Regions from separate parts of the Mus musculus genome. Here region 2 is linked to region 1. A link is a contact called in public HiChIP or PLAC-seq data. All regions are on one chromosome and are shown on one strand. The core of a region is the stretch at or near the end of the contact, and the rest is flanking DNA. Distances in the headings are between cores, read along the strand shown. Region 1 overlaps Sfxn5 (sideroflexin 5). Region 2 holds the start of Smyd5 (SET and MYND domain containing 5).

Evidence for each region. HiChIP or PLAC-seq counts read pairs in DNA pulled down with a chosen protein or histone mark.
Region 2: an H3K27ac HiChIP or PLAC-seq map of embryonic stem cells shows a contact between it and region 1, with 10 read pairs. The contact joins the promoter of Smyd5 here to the enhancer-like site in region 1. A contact is called at or near these places in 1 of 39 promoter capture datasets (macrophages), 1 of 15 datasets of contacts at CTCF or cohesin (large pre-B cells), 1 of 484 Hi-C or Micro-C datasets (B cells), 2 of 115 datasets of contacts at active chromatin or transcription factors (bone marrow-derived macrophages and embryonic stem cells) and 4 of 9 other capture datasets (adipose tissue, embryonic stem cells, liver and 1 more).

Annotation. Positions count from the first base shown.
Region 1 is chr6:85,290,219-85,295,754 of GRCm38.p6, reverse strand. The region is part of intron 3 of Sfxn5 (sideroflexin 5); the gene reads left to right. Among named protein-coding and RNA genes, the nearest start is that of Sfxn5, 40 kb to the left of the region's middle. Within about 2 kb of position 2,309, at least 58 of the 459 cell types and tissues checked have an H3K27ac peak or open chromatin away from gene starts, as enhancers often do. A contact at or near this core is called in B cells, adipose tissue, bone marrow-derived macrophages and 2 more, where this site is marked.
Region 2 is chr6:85,428,943-85,434,478 of GRCm38.p6, reverse strand. Smyd5 (SET and MYND domain containing 5) reads right to left here and starts at 2,503. Exons shown (of 13, transcript NM_144918.2): 1 at 2,379-2,503. The coding sequence starts at 2,474.

The DNA.
Region 1 (5,536 bases), core at 1,060-3,559:
GGACCTCCCAGAGTTTGAGGATAGAGGCCACATTATTCTCTTCGCTCCCTCAGAGATCTGAGAGTTGCTGTCCTGCTTTTCAGCTTTGATTGCTGTCCCCAAAGCCCCTACAGGCCTCCTGGGAGTGGGGGAAGGGCTTGGAGCTTGGCATTTAGCTGTTTCCTGTGCTGCTGAGTTCTGGCTGGCAGTGGCAGAGCCTGGTGGGTCCATCTGGTGGCTAGGTGGCATAGTACTCTAGGTGTGAGCCTGTCACTCTGGTCCCCTGGAGCAGCGTCTCCCCCTCTGCCGAGCCTGAGGAATTGGACTATGTGTGGTGGCTGTCACAGTGCCGCCCTTCCTTGGGCCGCAGTCATCAATGTCACATATGCTTGGCCTTCACAGACAGTGGATAGAGAGGACAGAGATGGCATATTGGCTTTACCACAGCTGTGTGAAATTCAGGAGCTCCCCAGGTCCTAACTCAGGGCTGGCCCTGCTCACGCATCATGTCTGGGGCATCTGAAGAGGCCCACAGACTCTTGGACCTTGAGTGCACAGTAGTTTTGGTCTCTGCACCGGTGCTCTGTCCACTCTATGGTCCTTTGGCAGGTGTGCGGACCAAAACCCAGAAGCTGGTGCTGATCACTGCAGCCGTCGCTGATATCACAAGCCACCTGGATATCCTGTGTGTGCCCTTAGTTATCTAAGCCATCCGAGGTCGTGTGTCCTGTGGCCTTGCTTGCTCTTCTGTTCATGGATAGATGATAGCTTCTCCACAGAGGGTTGCCTTCTTAAATGGCTGCCACACCAATGAATGGCGTGTGGCCTGCAGGAGCTCTACAGTCTAGCATCTCTCTCATCTTGGACGGTCAGTCTCCACCCTCAGCAGCTATAGTCTGCTTCGATAGCCTTGGAAAACACCTTCCAGAATCTTCCAAGTTTCTGCTTTCCCAGATATGTGACTTTTTGTCTACCTTCGGGGTCTCATCATCTCCTCTCCCTTCTGGAAGGAATGCTTTTGTTTGGAGAAAGCTGCTGGACCTCAAGTCTCATGTGTTCCAGGCTGGCTTCCAAATCACTATGAAGCTGAGGATGACTTTGAACTCTTGACCCTCCTGCCTCCACCTCCAGAGTGCTGGGATTATAGGCCTGGCTTCTGTGATGCTGACGTGCAACCCAGGATTTCAGACCTGCTAAAACAGCGATCTACCAACTGAACTACCTAATTGCTTTGCATTGAGGTATCGTTAGTACTTAATACAAAGTAGGTGCTTAATAAACATTTGTTCACTAAGTGAATTCTTTTATAATAGGCTTGAAAGCAAATATCCCTATCTTCATACTACAAAAGAGATATTGGAGGCTCAGAAAGACTAAGTGAAGAATCTCCCTTCTCCTAGTGAACTAATGGGGGATTTGAAATCAAACCTGGGCTCCTCTGCGGGGCCTGACCTCTACCTAGAGAGAAGTTTCTTGCATAATGAAGCCACAGCTGCTGACACAGTACCACAGAAGCAGGCAGGACATCCCTCTTCTTTCCTGTGTCTGTAGAATTGGGGGCTCCCTGCACCCCACATAGGCTTGTATAGGTACATGGTACCTGGAGTTACCATGGCAACACAATTAATGGTGCGCTATAACGCAATAGGCTCAACTGATCAATTAGGAAGTTTTTTGTTTGTTGAATGGAGGCGTCCTTCCCGTACAGAAGGGTCCCCTTCAGGCTCTGTTTAATTACCTTCTGGAGGTTGTTTTAAATAGGCTCTGTCTTTGCTGCCTTAGGAGGTTTAAAGAAGCAGCTTGCTAGGAGACAGAGGGGAAGTGAGTGAGCCAGACTGGGGGTGGGGCTGTTGTTCTCCCTCGGGGTGCTGGGGTGTGTCCTGCCTCCTAGCCCCACGTGGGACCCCAGCCTGCCCCTCCCTTAGTCTCCGTGGAGGCAGGTTCAGCTGAGACAATGGCCACCTCTTAAATCAGTGAAATCTGTGTGTTCTAGCAGTTACCCAGATGGCTTCCCCACACTGCCCTTTGTCCCCATTCTCCAAGTGAGCCAAACAGAGTCTCAGCTCTCAGATCCATTACTAAAGCCAGTCATTCCCACCGGGTCAGGGCTGCACAGCTCCGTGTTCAGCCAGAAGTGCCCTGGATGTTGGGCTGAGGACAAAGAAGGTCAGCTCTCAACCTGGGGCTGCAGCTCAGAGTGGAGGTGCCTCTGTGTGCTTCTGTGAGGATGCCAGGGATCCTGGCCTGCACTCTCCATATGGTGGCTAGCCACTGTGGCTCAGCTGGCCTTCCATGCATGGTTGTAGGTCCCAGGGTGACTCTCGGTGACCTGCTTGCACAAGTGGCTTGTGGAACTTGAACTTTTTCACTGTGGGCAGTACTTGCTGCCTTTTCTGAACCCAACAGTTAACTCGTTGGTCCAGCAGGTCACGGGGCAACGCTCAGCCAGACACTGGAACCTCAGTGCCTCGAACCTCTTCCTTTCTGAGTTGGGCCTGGTCTGGTAGACTTGGCAGGAAGGGAGCATGGGCTCCACCTCCTTATTGTTATTTGAGACAGGATTTCTTGTAGCCCAGGATAGCCTCAAATTCACTGTGTAGCTGGGAGTGGCTTGAACATATGATCTTTTCTCCTCTAGCTCCTGAGTTTAGGATGATGTAAGCATGTGCCGCCATGCTCTACTCTGGTTAATTTTTTTGAGGCAGTTTCTCTCCCTGCAGCCCAGGCCGGGCTGGCACTTGCTGTACGGCGTAGGTTGTCCTGGGATTCATGCTTCTCCTGTCTCAGCCTCCGAAGGCTGGGGCTACAGGTGTGCTTTAACATAAAGGGAAAAAAAAGTAAGAGTCAAAGGTGCGTGGGAATTTAACCAGGACAAGGAAAGATGGTGGCTGCCCCAGGGCCAAAGGGCCAGCCCCTGTGTAACGGTCACATGGCTTCCAGTAGAGATAAAGTACCCGATGAGAAGGGGAGAAATGTGTGTTTGGCTGGCTCTGCTCTCCCTTGGTGGTGTCCTGTTAGCATCAGCAAGGCTGTGGTGCAGCCCCCGCCTGATCCTGACACAGGAAGAAACAGAAGGTACAAGGGTAGGGAATGGCTGTGCAGGTCACTTGTCGCCTGCCACAGGAGCTCAGTCACACAGACCCTTGCGCTCAGCCACCACCAGTTGCTGCCCTCTAGCTATGGGGATCTTGCTGGGACATTTCATCCTCCACACACCAAGGGGCTAATGGAGGACCTGGATGCTGTGCATTCATCCTGTTACAAACCAAAACACAAAAACAAAAACTCTTTTTTTTTTTTCTTTTTGAGACAGGTTCTCATTATTCACTATGATGCCCTAGCTGTCCTAGAACTCATTATGAACAGGCTGGCCACAAACACACAGAGATCCACCTGCCTCTACCTCCTGAGTGCTGGGATTAAAGGTGTGTGCCACTAAGCCCAGCTCATCAAACGTTTTAAGTACGCAGTGTGGTTGCCTTTATTATATTAATCAACCAGTAGATTAAACTATAGTGGTGGTTCTCCACCTGTGGATGGATACCCCTTTGGGGATCAGATGACCCTTTTACAGGGGGCACATGTCAGATATTTCCATTATAATTCAAAACAGTAATTCAAAATTATATTATTGAAGTAGCAATGAAATGATTTTATGGTTGGGGCTCACCACAACACGAGAAACTGTATTTAAGGGTTGTAGCTTAAGGAAGGTTGAGAACCACTGATCTACAGTGTGTGTCCAGGGTCTTGAGCATGCTGCGAAAGTGTTGTTGCTCTTTACAGCCAGCCCTGCCTTACACGTGCGTGTGTGTGCACACACACACACAATTATTTTTGAAATGGCAATATGTGAACAAGAAACAGTATTCTAGAAGCATAAAAATAGCAAAGTTTTTGGGAGAAGGCTCATTCAGTGAAGTGCTTGCCACGCAATCTGAGTTCGATCCCTGGCAGCCGTGTGCAAGCCGGGCATAGAGGGTGGCATGCATCTCGGTTCCCTGCGTTGGGGATGGAGAGATAAGAGCGTCCTTCCATCCCACTGGACAGCCAGTCTAGCTGAGTATGACTCAGGTAAGTCACTAAGGTATGAAGTGTTTGCACACACTGAGATTGACCCCTGGCCTCCTGTGAGCAGAAGCGTTGTTTGGGGACATAGCTCAGTTGGAATGTAACTTCTATGCAGGAAGCACTGCATAAAAAAAAATGTGATTGGCATTCAGGAGGGGGAGCCGAGAGGGTCAGGATTACAAGGCCGTCCTCGGCTCTGTGGAGAGTTTGAGAGCAGCCTGGGATACTTAAGACTCTGTCTTGCAAAGCAAAACAAAGCTTGGGGTAGGGATAGTGACTCGCAGTTAACAGTACCCCCGGCTCCTACAGAGGATCAGAGTTTGATTCTCAGCACTTATTACTGGGAAGCGCACAGTGGCTTATAACAGCAGTACCAAGGGAGCTGGCGCCCTCTTCTGGCCACTGTAGAGACCTGCACACATGTGCACAACACAAAACCCCCTGCAAATGTATACGTAGTATACCCATAAATAAAAATAAAGAAAATCTTTTTTTTTTAAGAAGGAAGGTTGAAAGAAAAAGATTAAGAAAAAAGGAAGAAATGGGAAAAGGGAGAAAGGCAGGCAATTTGGTAGCCAGCTTCCCTTCCAGGAAGTGGTAGAGCTCGTCTGTCCCCTCCCCTTTTTCTTGCAGCACCCTGTGTCTCTCTCTGAAGATACTGCAAGGATTTCAAAATTCTCTTTAGTTCCTGATTTGTCCTGCTCCCTCCAAATTCTTCCAGCCTCTGTGTGTACCCAGGCTCACTGAGAAAGAATCTTTTCCATTTAGATATTTCAAATATCAGTGTTTTAAAATAAGGTCTCAAGTATCCGAGGCTGGTGTCAAACTCCTGATCCTCCTGAGTTGCTGGGATCATAGGCCACTGCTTTCTACAGTGTTGATGTTCACTAGTCATGTGTTCTTTATTTGAAAAGTGTATGTTGGGCTGGAGAGATGGCTCAGAGGTTAAGAGCACTGACTGCTCTTCTAGCAGTCTTGAGTTCAATTCCCAGCAATCACATGGTGGCTCACAACCATCTGTAATGGGATCTGATGCACTCTTCTGGTATGTGTCCGAAGACAGCTAGAGTGTACTCATATAAATAAAAATAAATAAATCTTCAAAAATAAAGCTTGTGTTATCAAAGTGCCCACCTCTGCCTCCAGGCCTTGGGAGGTAGGGACAGGAAAATCAGGAGTTTGAGGAACATGGTATAGTACAGAAGATACTGTCTCAGAAGATACTGTCTCAGAAGATACTGTCTCAGAAGATACTGTCTCAGAAGATACTGTCTCAAAGTTCCCTTGGTTAGAGAACATGCCACCCACCAGGTACAATGATTACACATATAAAAATGTCATAATGAAGATGTGTCGGTTAAAAATTTGAATTTAGCAAAAAGAAGGGAAACAAAAAAGTGGGCTAGCGCTTCAGCCTTATTGGTGGGATGCTTGTCTAACATGCTTGCAACCCTGGTTCCATCCCACGATCCTGTGAGCTGAGCAT
Region 2 (5,536 bases), core at 1,254-3,753, 140 kb before region 1:
AGAAGTATAACATTCCAACTGGCACCGACTAGGCCTCATTAGATTCCATCCTCCACTGATTGGTCCCTGGCATAACACTTCACAGATATCTAAAAATCATCCCTTCTAACATCCACAGAAGCAGAACAGAGTGGGGCAGTGGTGGCGCACACCTTTGATCCCAGCACTCAGGAAGCAGGGGCAGGCGGATTTTTGAGTTCAAGGCCAGCCTGGTCTACAGAGTGAGTTCCAGGACAGCCAGGGCTATACAGAGAAACCCTGTCTCGAAAAATAACAAAAAAAAAAAACAAAACAACAAAAAAAAAGCAGACCAGAGTGCCGGAAGTTACCCTCCCTCTTGCCTCACATCACACTTCAGGCGATAGTTCTCTAAAACACTCAAAGAATGAGTACTTCTCATTTCACTCTAAGCCAGGCATGAGTGTTCTATGGTAACCTGAGGAAGACAGCACAAAAGGAAAGAAAAACTACAAACCAAAGATGACTGTAGCTGCCACAGCCCTCGGTAAGCCACCTGGCTCTACGTCCACATGGGAAAGTGATTCTCCTAGCAGAATATTAGGGACAGGCAGAGGACTGTGACCAGCTGGAGTTGGTTGGTTTGTTTTTGAGACAGGATTTTACTCTGTACCCCAGGCTAGCCTGGAACTCACAAGAGTCCTCTTACCTCAGTCTCCTGAGTTGTTGGAATACAGGCCAGGGTCACTAGGACTAGTCACTAGCTGGGGTCTTGAGAGAGGGCTAGGACAGAACTGGGCAAAGGGACTGGTGGAAGTAAAAAATGAGGAGGAAGTGAAGAAGGGAGTTTGGGCCAAGGTAGGGGAGGAGTACGGTGACTAAAAAAGTGATGAAAGGGATTACTGATCTGAGACACCTCAGATGGCCCCCAGATGGACCAGCTCTGGGTGGTAATGGGGATGTGAGCAGCTAAGGACACAAAGGAGACCAGCAAGCTAGCTTCCTACCCATGGGCAGATAGGAGTACTTGCTCTCAATGCCTATGGAACAGAAAGATAAGAGAAACTTAAAATGGGAACCTGGACAGATATGGAGATGCTGACAGCAAATGACAACATCTTGGGTCAAGGACCAAGGATATGCATGTTGTTATTATGATTATTTAACCTGACTTTTACCCAGGGGAATGCAAATGAAGTCAAAACCATAGCATTTTGCATATATCAACTGGCAAAGGCACCTAGTGAGAAAACAGTGCCAGAGAGAACAAAAGCCTGTCTGCAGCGAAGCCAGCAGAGACCTTTGCTCTCAGGACTGAGAAGATACAACATAAAGGAGCCATACAGAAGGATTTGGTTGAGTGAAGTGCGCCCCCCACCCCAAAACTCTTATTGATCAACTCCTTGGGTTTGTAGGTTTTTAGACCAGGCTGGCCTTGAACTCAAATCCGCCTGCCTCTGCCTCCCAAATGCTGGGATTAAAGGCGTGCACCACCACGCCCGGCTATCAATCAACTCTTTAACCAAGTAGAAATGGGACCGCTGATACTAAAGATGTACTGAAAACATGTATTAAAAGAAAACGTGGGATGGAGGTGGGGTGTTTCAGCCACAAGGCCCATTAACCAGCACTTGGGTGTTGGTAGATGAGTTCAAGTCCAGCCTCAAGAACAATTTGGAGTGTTTTTTTTTTTTTTTTTTGCCTTTACTTATGTGAATTTTCTATTCTACAGGGAATAAAACACGATTAATAGAGCCGATCATACTGGCACAAGTCTTTAATCTCAGCACTGGTGAGGCAGAGCAGCCTGGTTTACATAGTGAGTTCTAGGACTGCTGGAGTTACAAAATGAGACCCCGTCTCAAAACAAAACAAAAACAAAAAGCACAACAACAGAAGCAACAAAAAAGAACCATAATACGAATCACGAAATCATGTCATTCTCTTGCTTAAAACCCTTCAGGAGAAGTGCTCGGTGTGTAGGTTCTGGTCCAAGTTCCCTAGCTCTCTTTCCAAGTCTCCACCCATACCTTAGTCAGAAGGGTCGCTGGGGAGCCCAGTCTGCTTCATACCTCCGTTCCCTCGGCTAAGTACTCCCCTCACTACCGCCAGAATAGTAGCTAACTAAGCCCCAGCCTAACCAAGATAGCCTTGGCTTTAATCTGGCCCAGGATATCCCTCAACCCCAGGTCTACCCAGAGCCTCAACTCCACCCAGGACAGCAGCAGCACGGCCACCCGCCAGTGGACCGGGCTTTCCTCCCTCCCCCCGCGCGATATCGCCACGAGCCTGGGCACGAGGACCGACTCTGCACCCCGGGCCCAAGCAGCAACCAGACTGGCGCCGAGGGGCCCGGACTCCAGAATGTGAGCGTGGGTTCCCCCGCGTGGCTCTCCGGGCCCGGTCCGACCTGGCCTCACCTTGATGCTGTCCACATAACGGACTTCCACGGAACCCCGGGCACGGTCCGCCACGCCCACGCAGAAGGAGAACACGTCGCACATGGAGGCCGCCATCTTGGGCACGCCTCTGCCTTCTGACCCTTGACCCCGTCCCGGGAGGCCCCGCCCACAGAGCCAGCGAGCGCTCCCTTCCCCACCTTACCCCGCCCTGGGACGTGGCTAGCAATTCAAGGCTTTTGGTGTCTTGGTTGCTTGATTGGGTGGAACCTGGCCTGACTTTGTGCTTGGACTTCTGGTAGACTGTGTCTGACTCGGTAGCTTATGTCGGATGGACAGCATGAATGACGGCTGATGGAGTAGCTCAGGGGAAGACCCCCTACTCCCCACCCCCCACCCTCCAGCCTATCCTAGCTGTGTTCTTAAGTGTCCATAGTTGCTCTTCCCACTGTCTGGTGTTTGAGACAGGGTCTCACTATGTATCCCAGGCTGGCCAAAAGTTTGCAGCCCTCTTCCTGCTTAAGCAGCCCCTCGTCATTACCTCCAACACCGAACAAAGTTTTTAGACCCAGAGAAGACTGTCTTATTTTTGCTTTGACCCTCCATCCTGGTTGGATGCTGGGCTCACTCGGTTTAAAATTTTTCCCTCCCTCTGGTGGCAACATTTTTATTCTATGTTTGGGAGAGATTTGCTTTGAACACATGAGTGCAGAACTTTGAGCCACAACACTGCTTAAAACCAGCATTCCGACTATGCCTATAACCTCTGCATTCAGGAGGTGAGGGCAGGGAGGACCAGAAGTTCAAGGTCAACCCTCAACTACGTAGTGAGTACATGAAACCTGTCTGAAAGAGAAATGCACGTGATACTCTAGCCGAGGATCCTGGTTTGGTTTCCAATACTGGTTTCCAACTATCTGTAACTCCAGTTCTGGGGGCTCTGATGACCCCTCTTCCAACCTCCTCAGGCACCAGGCAGGCACATAGATACATAAAGGCAAATCAATCACATGCATAAAGTTAAAAAAGAAAAAGAAGAAAAAATGATTTCCTTTTTCTATAAATAACTAGGTTGGATCAGTGCCTCAGAGTAGTTGGGGACTTTCTTGACATTGCAGAGTGTGGTTTATGGAGCAGTAATAAATGGACCTCACATATGAGGACCCCTTAAGTAGACACAAAAAATGAATGTACACGAGGCTGGGAGAGAGGACAGGTCTATTTCTGCAACTAGACCTGACTACTATACCTTTTATTGTTTTGTGTCCCAGTTGACTATTCCAGTTGACAGGGGACCTGTGTCTGCTCTGCTATCGTTTCATAGTGACTTTAGGGGGTGGGGGAGATAACTTAGTAATTGTTTAGTAAGTGATTGAGTTTTTGTCTTTTTTTTTTTAAGACAAGTTCTCTCTTGGTGGGGAGGGGGGCATTGCATTTGATACAATGTTTCTCTGTGTAGCCTTGACTGTCCTGGAACTCACTCTGAACAGGCGGCGGAACTCAAACTCAATAAAGCTCTGCCTCCCTAGTGCTGGGATCAAAGGCATATACCACCACCACCACCACCACCAATGCCCACAAAGCTCTATGTGGACCAGGCTGGCCTCAAACTCAGAGATCCACCTGCCTCTGACTCCTAAATTTGACTTTTTGTTTTTCGAGACAGGGTTTTTCTGTGTAGCCCTGGCTGTCCTGGAACTCACTCTGCAGACCAGGCTGGCCTTGAACTCAGAAATCTGCCTGCCTCTGCCTCCCAAGTGCTGGGATTATAGGCGTGCGCCACCACTGCCCAGCAGTGACTTTTTTTTTTAAGTGAGCCAATTGTGGCTGTGTTTGCCACATAGCACGAGGACCTGGGTTTGATCCCCAGCGCCCACATAACAGGATATCAATCCTAGGGTCGAGGTGGTAGAGGCAGGGTGACACCATGGGCTCCCCAGCCAACTAGCCTAGTCAAGTGGGCTAGCTCTATGTTCAACAGAAGAGCCTGACTCAAAAGGAAAAGAAAAGAAGGTAATTAAGACCCTCTGGCCTCTGATGAACATGAATGGGTGTGCACACACACAATGGACCAGTTGTTCCTGAAGGAGATAGACAACTATGGCTGAATTCCTCTGGTGAATAGGACTTCTGAGCCCAGCCTTCAGAAGGATTTCCCAGAGATATGAAAAAAAAGTTTCAGGGTTCCCCCTCTTTTTGTTATTGTCTTCATACATTTTATTTATTTTTTACCTGTGTGAATGTTTGGCTGTATGTGCCTGGTGTCTGCATAAGTCAGAAAAGGGCTTTGGGTCCCCTGAACTGGATAAGCCACCACATAGATACTAGGAATCAAACCAAGGTCCTCTGCAAGATCAAGTGCTCTTAAATGCTCAGCAATCTCTCCAGTTTTTATACGTGTTTTTTCTTACAGCTATTCTGTGAGTGTGTCTGTGTGTGGGTGTGTGCACGGGGGGAGACGATTTTCTCGCTCCATCATGGAGGTTCCAGGGATCAAATTCAGATCTTCCGTTTGGCAGCAAGGATCTGTACCTGTTAGGCCTTCTCCCAGCCCTTGTTTTTGAGACAGCATCTGGCTATTTACTCTGGGCTTACCTCAGACTCACTATGATAGCTCTGGCTGACTCCATCCTTCTGCCTTAGCCTACCTGGTGCTAAGACTACAGGTGTGTACTGTACTGTCCAGCTCCAAAGGATGGCTTCTCGAGGCAAGGCTCTGGATTCCCTCAAACCTACCATTTAATGTCTACAAGTTCATGACAGGCCTTCTCTGTGTAACCCTGGCTGGCCTGAAACTCACTCTATTGACCAGGCTGGCCTCTGCCTCCAGAGCGCTGGAATTAAAGGTATGTGTACACCTGGCTAAAGCCCACTGTCTTGTATGTTGGGTTCTTTACAGGCTCACCTCCCACTACCCACCTTCCTTCCTCTTTCCCCAGAAAGCTGGGCCCTGAGAACAACCTCACTGAGAAAGCTCAACCCTTCCTTTACCCCATCACCTCACCTCAACCCAGGAACTGTGGGTGGGCAGTCTTCAGTACAGAAACCAGCTCTTAAATGTCAGAAGCTGGTTTCACAAGAATAAGCTCTCGGCAGGCTTCCTGGCAAGAAACCAACCAGTGCCCAAGGGTCATTCAAGGAGGAAGAAATGTATTGTCAATACTGGGTGAAAAATGACA